2 separate regions of the Callithrix jacchus genome follow, and region 2 is linked to region 1. The links are chromatin contacts, called in public Hi-C maps. All regions are on one chromosome and are shown on one strand. Each heading gives the region's core, a stretch centred on a gene start, on an enhancer-like site or on the middle of the called end of the contact. The rest is flanking DNA. Distances are from core to core; before and after follow the strand shown. Region 1 holds the start of SPP1 (secreted phosphoprotein 1). Region 2 has its middle 17 kb from the start of MEPE.

The links. Hi-C and Micro-C count contacts between places; a contact is called where the count stands out from the background.
Region 2: a Hi-C map of induced pluripotent stem cells shows a contact between it and region 1, with 4 times the contacts expected there. The contact joins the enhancer-like site here to the promoter of SPP1 in region 1. A contact is called at or near these places in 3 of 3 Hi-C or Micro-C datasets (induced pluripotent stem cells and skeletal muscle).

Annotation. Positions count from the first base shown.
Region 1 is chr3:109,669,754-109,674,633 of calJac240_pri, forward strand. It overlaps SPP1 (secreted phosphoprotein 1), which reads right to left and starts at 2,712. Exons shown (of 7, transcript XM_002745608.7): 1 at 2,624-2,712; 2 at 1,479-1,546; 3 at 1,332-1,370. The coding sequence starts at 1,532.
Region 2 is chr3:109,775,035-109,779,570 of calJac240_pri, forward strand. No RefSeq gene overlaps it. Among named protein-coding and RNA genes, the nearest start is that of MEPE, 17 kb to the right of the region's middle. Within about 2 kb of position 2,682, at least 3 of the 16 cell types and tissues checked have an H3K27ac peak or open chromatin away from gene starts, as enhancers often do.

The sequences.
Region 1 (4,880 bases), core at 1,462-3,961:
TTGCTTTAAGAAGATGCAAAAATGATGGGACTATATGAGTTTAGAGTTTTTCTCCTCACTTTTTCAAATCTATCTATTATCTATCTATCTATCTATCTATCTATCTATCTATCTATCCATCCTCATGAAAAATGTAATACAGGCTCAGAGAGAATGGATTTATAAGTTAAACTTATAGTATTTAAAAAGTAGTACAAATAAAGGTAAGCAAAATGAATAGACTAAAAACCACCCAATAATCCTGACACAGATAACCAGTGCATATTTTCAAGTGCATAGGACTTCCCCAACTTTTTACTAGCTTTAAGTTTCTGGGATTCTAGAAAGCTGAGCTTTGAGCTCTTCACTTATTTCTTAAATTGTTATGGCTCCACGTGCCTTATAAAATGTGTTCTTGCCATGTTTTTATCAATTAAAATGGCACTAATTCTTGCCTCAAATAGTGTGACATCTTTTCCGGAGATGTTAATTTTTCTGGTTTATTATTATGATTCAGACCTGTGTTTTCAAATCAGTTGGAAAACAGACACCCTTACATACTCCCACTCACACACATACACAGATACACACACAAACACACACAGAATACTTCTTTTAATGTCTTCATTAAGCATTCTAATTGCAGTGGTCCCCCAAGGCAACTCTGTTTTGGCCTTTATTCTGTTCAACTGGAATTGAACTCTGTGTGCCTTTTTGTCCAAGCTTCTGGGGACAATGCCCATTTGTTGTTTGGCTGGCACAGTTTCATCTGTTGTGGAGGGGTAGGTACATCTTTAGTGCTGGTCAAATAATTATAATAATGAGTTTGGTCGGTCTTATGTTTGGTTAGAAAAATGTGATCTAACATCAGCTGACAATCACAATAGATACTAACAGCACACATAGACTTGCTTTCACAGTGGGCTTCTCAGCTAATATCTCAGGCAATATTGTGAATATTATGGTCATACAAACAGTTCTGACTAATATCCAATGTGAATTTTAAACATCACAATCCACTAAATAAAGCAAAAGATAGAATTTTCTGCTTTTAGGTCAGTATGTGGACTAATGGAAAAAAAGTCACACAACTTCATATAACTCGTTTTCATGTGATAATGGCCTAGACATTATTATATTTGAAAAATCTGGGTTGGTTTTACAATCATACTTATTAAAAACTATAGTGTGCTTGATACTGGCCTAGATTCATAGCAGACAGTCAATAAATACTTGTAAACCAATAGATTTGACTAGAAAGACAAGTAATATTGCAGCAAATATGTTTGTTGCACCTATTGCCATAATTGAGTAAATGATTTAACTATATAATAAATCTAAAAGATGCTTACCTGCTTTTCCTCAGAACTTCCAGAATCAGCCCGTTTAACCTTTGAAACAGAAAAGATGAAGAAAAATTACAAGAATGTCCTCCTAGTACATGGAAGCACATAATTCATTATTTTCAGGAATTCTCTTTAAGGTGCAGCTGTACTCACTGGTAAGGCATAGGCGATGCCTAAGAGGCAAAAGCAAATCACTGCAATTCTCATGGTAGTGATTTTTCCTGCAAAATATTTCATAAGGAATAGCTGATGTCTTCATAGGTTACAACAGGGATACCTTTTTATACTACCACATTACAAAATAATCGCGAATAAAATATATTTTCTATAAGATCTTTTTACTTCTTAGAGAAGCCTTTTAGCATATGGTCTTTCAAGTTAATATTTATATTGCCACCTATTCTCCATCTTTCACTGTTAGGCAAGGGAAATGAAAATTTTGCAAGTCTGTATTTATTCAACTTTTAAATTTAGAGTTCCAGAAATTATACCATTCCTACTCTATATCTCTGGCTCTTTAAACCTGCAAACAGGTCAATAGTAACTTAATTACAATAATAAGCTAGAATGGGAATACTTACTTTTAGATTAAAAAACACAGAAAAAAATGAAAATAATTTGCTTTATCTATTCTTCCAACATGTACTTTAAATGTTATTTTTAACTTAACTTATTAATTAGGCGCTACTTAGGTGAAATGAAACTATCTATCTCTGAAATTTGTTTTTTAAGTAAGATGTTCTAAAAATTTGAAATGCAAAAGAAAACGTTGAGAATAGCCAACAGCTTTTCTATTTGTAATAATAAGTCTACATAGTGTTATACAGGTATCTTGATGAATATTTTAACAGCTAAATTTAGCAGTAACATATTCAGAAATGTTTTTTTCCCCTTGAAAATGAGATACATCATTTAAAAAAATAGCATTGTAATTGGCTTAATTAGCATAAAAGATCCCTTTTCTTTTAAATGCCGGCACAGTCACCCATTGAAAATGATATAGGTATAATTATTTCCAAAGGGAAATTGAATTTTACTATTTTCTACTAGCGGCAGTAGTTTCTGTTCTTTTGAGGACCCAGTGGAAGTATTTTTAAGTTTTATATTTGACTGGCATTCGAAATATCTAGACACCTTTGTTCCAGGAGACCTGCAATGTATCTAATCTGCTTATTAAAAAGGCTAGAAAATTTAAGTCTGCTTAACAGCATTACAGTTAAAAATATTTTTCCTTAGAACTTGAACTTCCCCATGAAATTCAGCTGAATGCACAACCCAGTAGCAAACTGCAGTCATACCTTGGTCGGTGTTTGGCTGAAAAGGCTGCGACTGGCCTGAGAAGAGTCAGTCCCAGAGGAAGCTGTGCTCTCTGCCTCCTCCTGCTGCTGCTGACAACCAAGCCCTCCCAGAATTTAAATGCTGCTGCAGACATCCTCCACCACCACAGGGAGGCGGAGAGACGTGTCATGAGGTTTTCTGCCACTGCCCAGCCCACCTGCTCCCACACTTCCTTCTCTGGTTTTGTGGTTAAAACAACAACAAAAAAGAAAACGCACACACACATCTACAGTTAAAACATTACTCATGAACAATATCACTAACTAGCTTTTTCATTGACAGGATGGGCATTCAGCATCCAGGAAGAGCACTTAGGGAGCCCATGAAAAGGGGGAAAGTAGGGATAATGTAAATCATCCCTAAGTAAAATGGAATAGAATGGATTTTTGTTTCTTTCTGTTTAAGTAACGTAAAGGCAATATCTGCAACCACTCTTGCATCTATAATTATACTTATTGAAGAGCTAGAAGGCTATAGTTCAGGTTTACAAAGAGTTTGGAAAATCTGCCTCTGTTTTACTACTCAAGCTTAGCTTGTGATTTCAAGTATGCAGTAGATTGTTACTTAGACAAATGACACTAGTGACATTAAAATTCCTGTTCCTGCCCATTAAGTTGAATTTACAGTGACCTTTCAAAGACATGGACTTTTGTTGTACTGTTTAAATCGTTCAGAGGTGATGAAATGGATAGCTTGCTGTATGAAATAGAAGAATGGTAATTTGCTCTAGATGTTGCAGAAGTAAAGCAATTTCTGACTGAGAGCAGGATGACTGCTTGAGAGGGCTGCTTCAGGAGCCAGACGGTGGCTCTGAATTCCGCTGTGTCACTGATGACCTGTGCAACCTTGGGCAAATCGTCCAGCCTAGGTCTCCTTGTTTTCTCATCCATAAAATGCAGATACTATTACCCAGGTCATGGGGTTTTTGAGAGGTTTAAGTGAATTAGTTTGTTTTAAACTAACAATGCTTAGCTCATATTAGATGCAAATACCCTGCATACCTTAAGAACTGTATGTGTGTTAACTATTATGACATTTTTAAGAGCGGCAGCTAGTCGTGAGTCATTATGTCTTTGAAAATGATTTATTAAAATGAGAGTAGATATAAGATCTTTCAATGGTATGCATCAATGAGGAAATTTTGCACATTTCTAAAGGAATGGAGTAGATTTTTGAATTATCTTTTTCTAGTTTTTCTCCCAGGCTATATAAAGTAGGCTACTTAAAAAAAATTTTTTTTAATAATTTTCTGTATTAAAAAACACTTTACTAGGTATTTAAAAGGTGTTTGAATAAAAGAAAATTACAAGGGAAGTCTGAATATTAGAGCAGAATTCAGGAATAGCAAAGCTCTGCGTCCTTTTTAAATATTTAATATTGTCTTCAGGTTACTTACCTTCATCCACTTTCTTAGTTGTGAAGTGCAGACTGCACTATTCATTCACCTTCCATCGTTATAGTAAGACTTGTGTGTAATCGAATGAAAAAGAAATGGTCCTATTTATTAGGTTGCTGCAAAAGTAATTATGGTTTTTATTAGTTCTAAAGTGTCGGCTTCTTTTTGCCAAATATTGCTTTTAATATAAATGTAGATTAAATAATTTCGTGCAGTGTTAGTATATGGCTAATTCATAGGTTTCATGGACATTTGGTAGGGGGAAATATGCCTCCCTTAAATTGGAGGTATTCCAGATGAATTGATATTATTGATTTATAGGTAATAAACATCCATTTTAATAAGTGAGATGACAACTAGATAATCTGAGTGCTCTATAAAATAGAAAGCACTCAGATTATAAAGTTCGCAAAATAGACTTCTTTTTTCTGCTTGTAAAAACTATTTTTTCCTTTAAACATATTACCAACATAAGCTTGTCATGTTGTCAATTTAGGGGAGGCAAGTCCGAAAATTCTAAAAACAACACGATTTCCGCAGGATTTACTGTAGTTTACTCTGTGCCCACGGGCATGATTCAATATGAAGTTAGAATTAATTATAGGAAGAGATTATGCTGGAACCCAGCCACCTTGAGATGAACCATATGACCTTTCACAGGACTCTTCTGGTCATAGCTCCACAGTGCCACACGATGGCAGCGTTTCTGAAAAAAGATTTCAGACCACAATCTGGTTCTATCAATTTTCAATTTTCTGATTCCAGCAGGATACAACACCCATATATTTAATGACAGAACTATATACAGCTGTGAGGCTCTC
Region 2 (4,536 bases), core at 1,432-3,931, 110 kb after region 1:
TCTCAAGTCAGCATATCGTGACTTTTGCATCCTTGCACTTTCAACTTTTGCCCCTTCTGTTCCTTCTTTGTTTTCTTGGCACACTTTCTGTTCTGTCTTTTGCAGAGACATGTAAACCTTGAACAGCTGCGATCATATCCTGTTAAGATGACTGATTTGTACATGACCGAGGGCACATTATGGCTCTACAATCACCAGATTATTTTCCACAGAGTAGTGAGTTGGGGAAGTCACATATACAGGCTGTGAATAGTTTCTGTTTTGCAAGAGACTGTGTAAAGGTCCATCTTGTACATTCATTTAATTAATTAATTAATTAACTAATTAAAAATTTATTTATTTTTTTGAAACAGAGTCTTGCTCTGTCATCCAGTCTGGAGTGCAGTGGCACAATCTCGGCTTACTGCAGCCTTCGTCTTCCAGGTTCAAGTGATTCTCCTGCCTCAGCCCCCTGAGTAGCTGGCATTATAGGTTTGTGCCACCAGGCCTGGCTAATTTTTGTATTTTTAGTAGGCACGGGGTTTTACCATGTTGCCCAGGCTGGTCTCGAATTTCTGACCTCAGATGATTTGCCCCACCTCAGCCTCCTAAAGTGCTGAGATTACAGGTGTGTGCCACCACACCCGGCCTTGTACATTCACTTTAGATGACATTTTTGTTACTTGTTGATATGAGATAATACACAAGGATAAGCTATTTTTCATCATAGATGGAAACATTCCTGTAATGCCAGGTTAATACAGGGGAAGGTCTGGCCTAGCCATAAATTTGTGAGAGACCCAGGTGACTGATTCGAAGGTCACTGGGAAAGACATCCATATTAGTGATTTCAAACTTTGGCTTGCATTAAAATCATTTGAGGGACCTGTTAAAAATGGAAATTCCTAGACCCCATTCATGGCTTATATCACAAATATTACTCCATTCACTTATTAATGCAGTGTTTCTAAGATATGCCCCAGCTGGCCTGCTCAGAACTACCTCTTTGCTAAATAGACAACTTGCTTTCTTCACATAATATTATGTTGGTGCAAAAGTAATTGCTGTTTTTGCCATTAAAAGTAATGGCAATTACCTTGCACCAACCTAATACTTCTATCTTCTCAGGCTGTTGTTTTAAGTAAAAATTATTTAAAATTATTTGACTTATATTATTAATGTGTTAACCTAAGAGTTGTAAAAATCTGCTTAAAATTCAAATCCAGCAAGAGTCACTTAACAGGGAGTGTCTCTGTTACACTAATGCATGCCCATAAATTGATGAAGTATTGTTCCTTTAATGAAACAGCTCTTCTGGTTCTTATTCTCGAAAGTCTAAACCACAGCTTCAGGTAGATTTCCTTGCAGTTTTTGTGTGCGTCCACTCATCGTTTTTGACATTATGCTCATTTGGATTTCTGGACGTAGGATTGTATTGGAGTTTTGTTCTGCTTTCTTTCCAGATTTCCTCATTAAGTTTTTTCTAACCATTTTTCTGCCCCTTTCTCTTTCAGCCCCAATTGCTTTCTTCCTGATTTTCATCCAGACTCATCTATTTCTTCTCCTTTTCCTTTGGGTCATCTAATATCATATTTTAATGCCTATGAATGGAAGGATCATTCTCTTGACTAGCAGAGTTTACCTTCTCATAGAGAAGTTGTTTTTGAAAGGTGGACTTCTGTAAAAGCATCATAATGTCTTTGAAATTTATGCTGTCTTGAGCTCCTACTTAGTTCAAGGCAGGCCCTAAAGACAGAGTGAGGAGACAACAAAATGTTTGTTCTAGACCACAGACAGAGAAAGCCTGCTGAGTGATTTCCTCCTGGCTGGTCTTCTTCCTTCCAGCTCCCCTGACCTTGCTCACAACTCCTTCCCCATCCTCTGGTTGGGGAGACCTATCTTAAGCTCTGAACTACACATGGGATCACTTAAGGTTGCCCACTGCTAAGCTCTTATTTACCTGTGAGACTTACTGTCTGCAGCCTCTCTACATGTGCAATATGTTAAGGAAAATAGATTTTACTATCTCCTGGTTCTTCCCTTCAGTTAGAGTTGATCTCCTCAGAACTCCTGTCTCGCTTTACTTATATTTCTATTATTTAATACATTCCTCCTTGTATCTTTTGTATGACTTTCTCTTTACTTCCTTATAGTCTTGATAAGGACCAAGATCATCTCTTCTTCTTTTGATCTCCGAAAAATTTTGTAAAAGATGGTCGTTCAATAAATATTTTTCTACTGAGCTAAATGTTATTTCAGACAAAGTCAGACACATTATCCTGACTGCTGGACTTGCCAAGAACAGATTAATTAGTATTCTAAAATCAAGGTAAATATTTACAGGCAGAGAGGTCCAGGAAGGTGACTTTGGAGGGAGTACCAGGGCTGCAAATAAATGACGGAACTGGAGCCTGCTCCCAGGACTGGTACAGTGACCTTTACGTTTTGAGCACAAGGTGGCAGGCTAGGTCAATGTCCATCATCCCTTATAAGGCAGCTACGTGAGGCTGAAATTCTTTGCCCAATTTCGGAAACAGAAATCTGTGTGTGTGTGTGTGTGTGTGTGTGTGTGTGCGCGCGCGCGCGCGTTTTAACTGAGATTAGTGCAGCTTTGAAGGCTAACACATGGCTTTGGAAAAGGCATGGCCTCACTCCTGACTGCTGGCTGTCTTTGTGGATCTCTGATCCTTCGTGTTTGGACGAATTCCTCCACGTCTGCATCAGATAGCAATGCATCATGGATACTGACACACTTCTAGTTTATCTTAACTGGATGAAAAAAATATGAACATTTTCAGTGTTTTGAAGAAATATCCATGAACCCTAAAGCTTGGAGAGAGGAAACAAAATCGGACCAGAGAATTGAAATATGCAGTTTCTCCACTAGATAGCAGACTAGGACAAGTGACTTTTGGAAGGGTCCCCCTGTATTTACCCAAAGAAAGCATTTGTTTTTCTCCATCAGTTCATATTTTTCTTTTACCAAACCAGGTGTTTTTCTGTGATCAAACTTTCACATGTTAAAGTCTGATATAAATCTCAAATATAAGTAGCAGGTTGATTTTAATTTATTAATCTGCAATTTAAATTCTGATAGATTTTTTTTACTTCATTAATTGCTTCCAGTTTTGTTTTGTTTTGCCCAAATTGTCTTTTATTTTTTTAAAAGCAAAGTACTAGGAATAGTTTACTCTGGAATTCTGATGGTAGCATTGGGTGATATGTTAAGTCCTTCCCCCGATTCTGATCTGTTATCTCCAGAAGATGGGGAACAAATGAAGGAAAAAAGATATTCCTTGTTTTTAGGTTCTATTTTGCATTCTTTCAAGTTTCTCTCCCTCTGTGTGTGGGTGCACTCATGAACACACATATACTCACACATATTCATATATGTGGATGAATATACACATACTCTATGTAAACGTGTGTGTATATGTATATACACACAGTCATATATGTATGTGTATATTATGTATATTTATCTTTGAAATATATGGCAATTTAGTGATTGTTTAAGAGCAAAGACTCTGGAACCAGACTCCTGGGGTGTAAATCCTAGCTTGCTAGCAGATACTTACAGACCTATGTCTGTATCTTCATCTGCAAAATGGGGGGTAATAACGGTACCCACATTATAGAGGAGCTGTGCAGATTAAAGGACTTAACAGAGCACGGCTCATGGTAACTATGTTAACCATTATTATTTGTGTATATTGAGAGTCTGATTTATTCAGTAGCTTATATTACCACATTCATTTAGTAAATGAAGCACCCTCTATCTACCCAATGTGGGAGTTTAGATTTTTTGAAGGTGCCGTAATATATTGATATTGACTTGACTTTTGTTACATACATTATTCAACTTAATAATCTAGGTGCTGTACAGACTGTCTCAGTCGTGATTTCTGTTGTCTGGGAACTTACATATTACAGAGGAATTGTGTGCACTTTTCTTTCTCTATTCTCTACCTCTCTCTTTTCTTCTCTTGGCCTTCCTAATTTGGAGGAAATGTAAGAATGGAAAGGCACATCAATTAAAAATTCAATTCAGCTGCCAATAACAACAGCAACAAAAATTGCAAACAATGGCTTAAAAACATCATTTTTTTTTTCTCTCACAGGACAAAGATTCTGGAGGCAGGAGGCTGATGATGGAGCTGCTGGTTCAGTGGTTCCTCCGTGATTATTTTGTCTTTTCCTTCATGGCCACAGTATGGCTGCTCCACCAGTCATCAGGTTCACGTCAAGCCAAGGAAAGGTCAAGAAAGAGAAAGGTATACCAGCGACATAAGTTCTCTTATCAGGAGGGGAAAAAGCCTTCCAGAGCTCTTCCCTCCTGCCTAACGGAGGAGACTTGGGTCTAGTTTCCAGAACAGTGTCACAAAGCCATTATTAGCTGGAAAAGCATCTACACTGAAAGACAAGAGAAAGAAAGAGTGTGGAAATGATTTGGGATCAGACAATGAATGATATTTCCCCAACAAAGTTTTCGTATTGGCTTTGCATTTGTGTTTCTCCTCAAATTTTCCCTCTTGCCCTCCCTCTACCCTACTATCC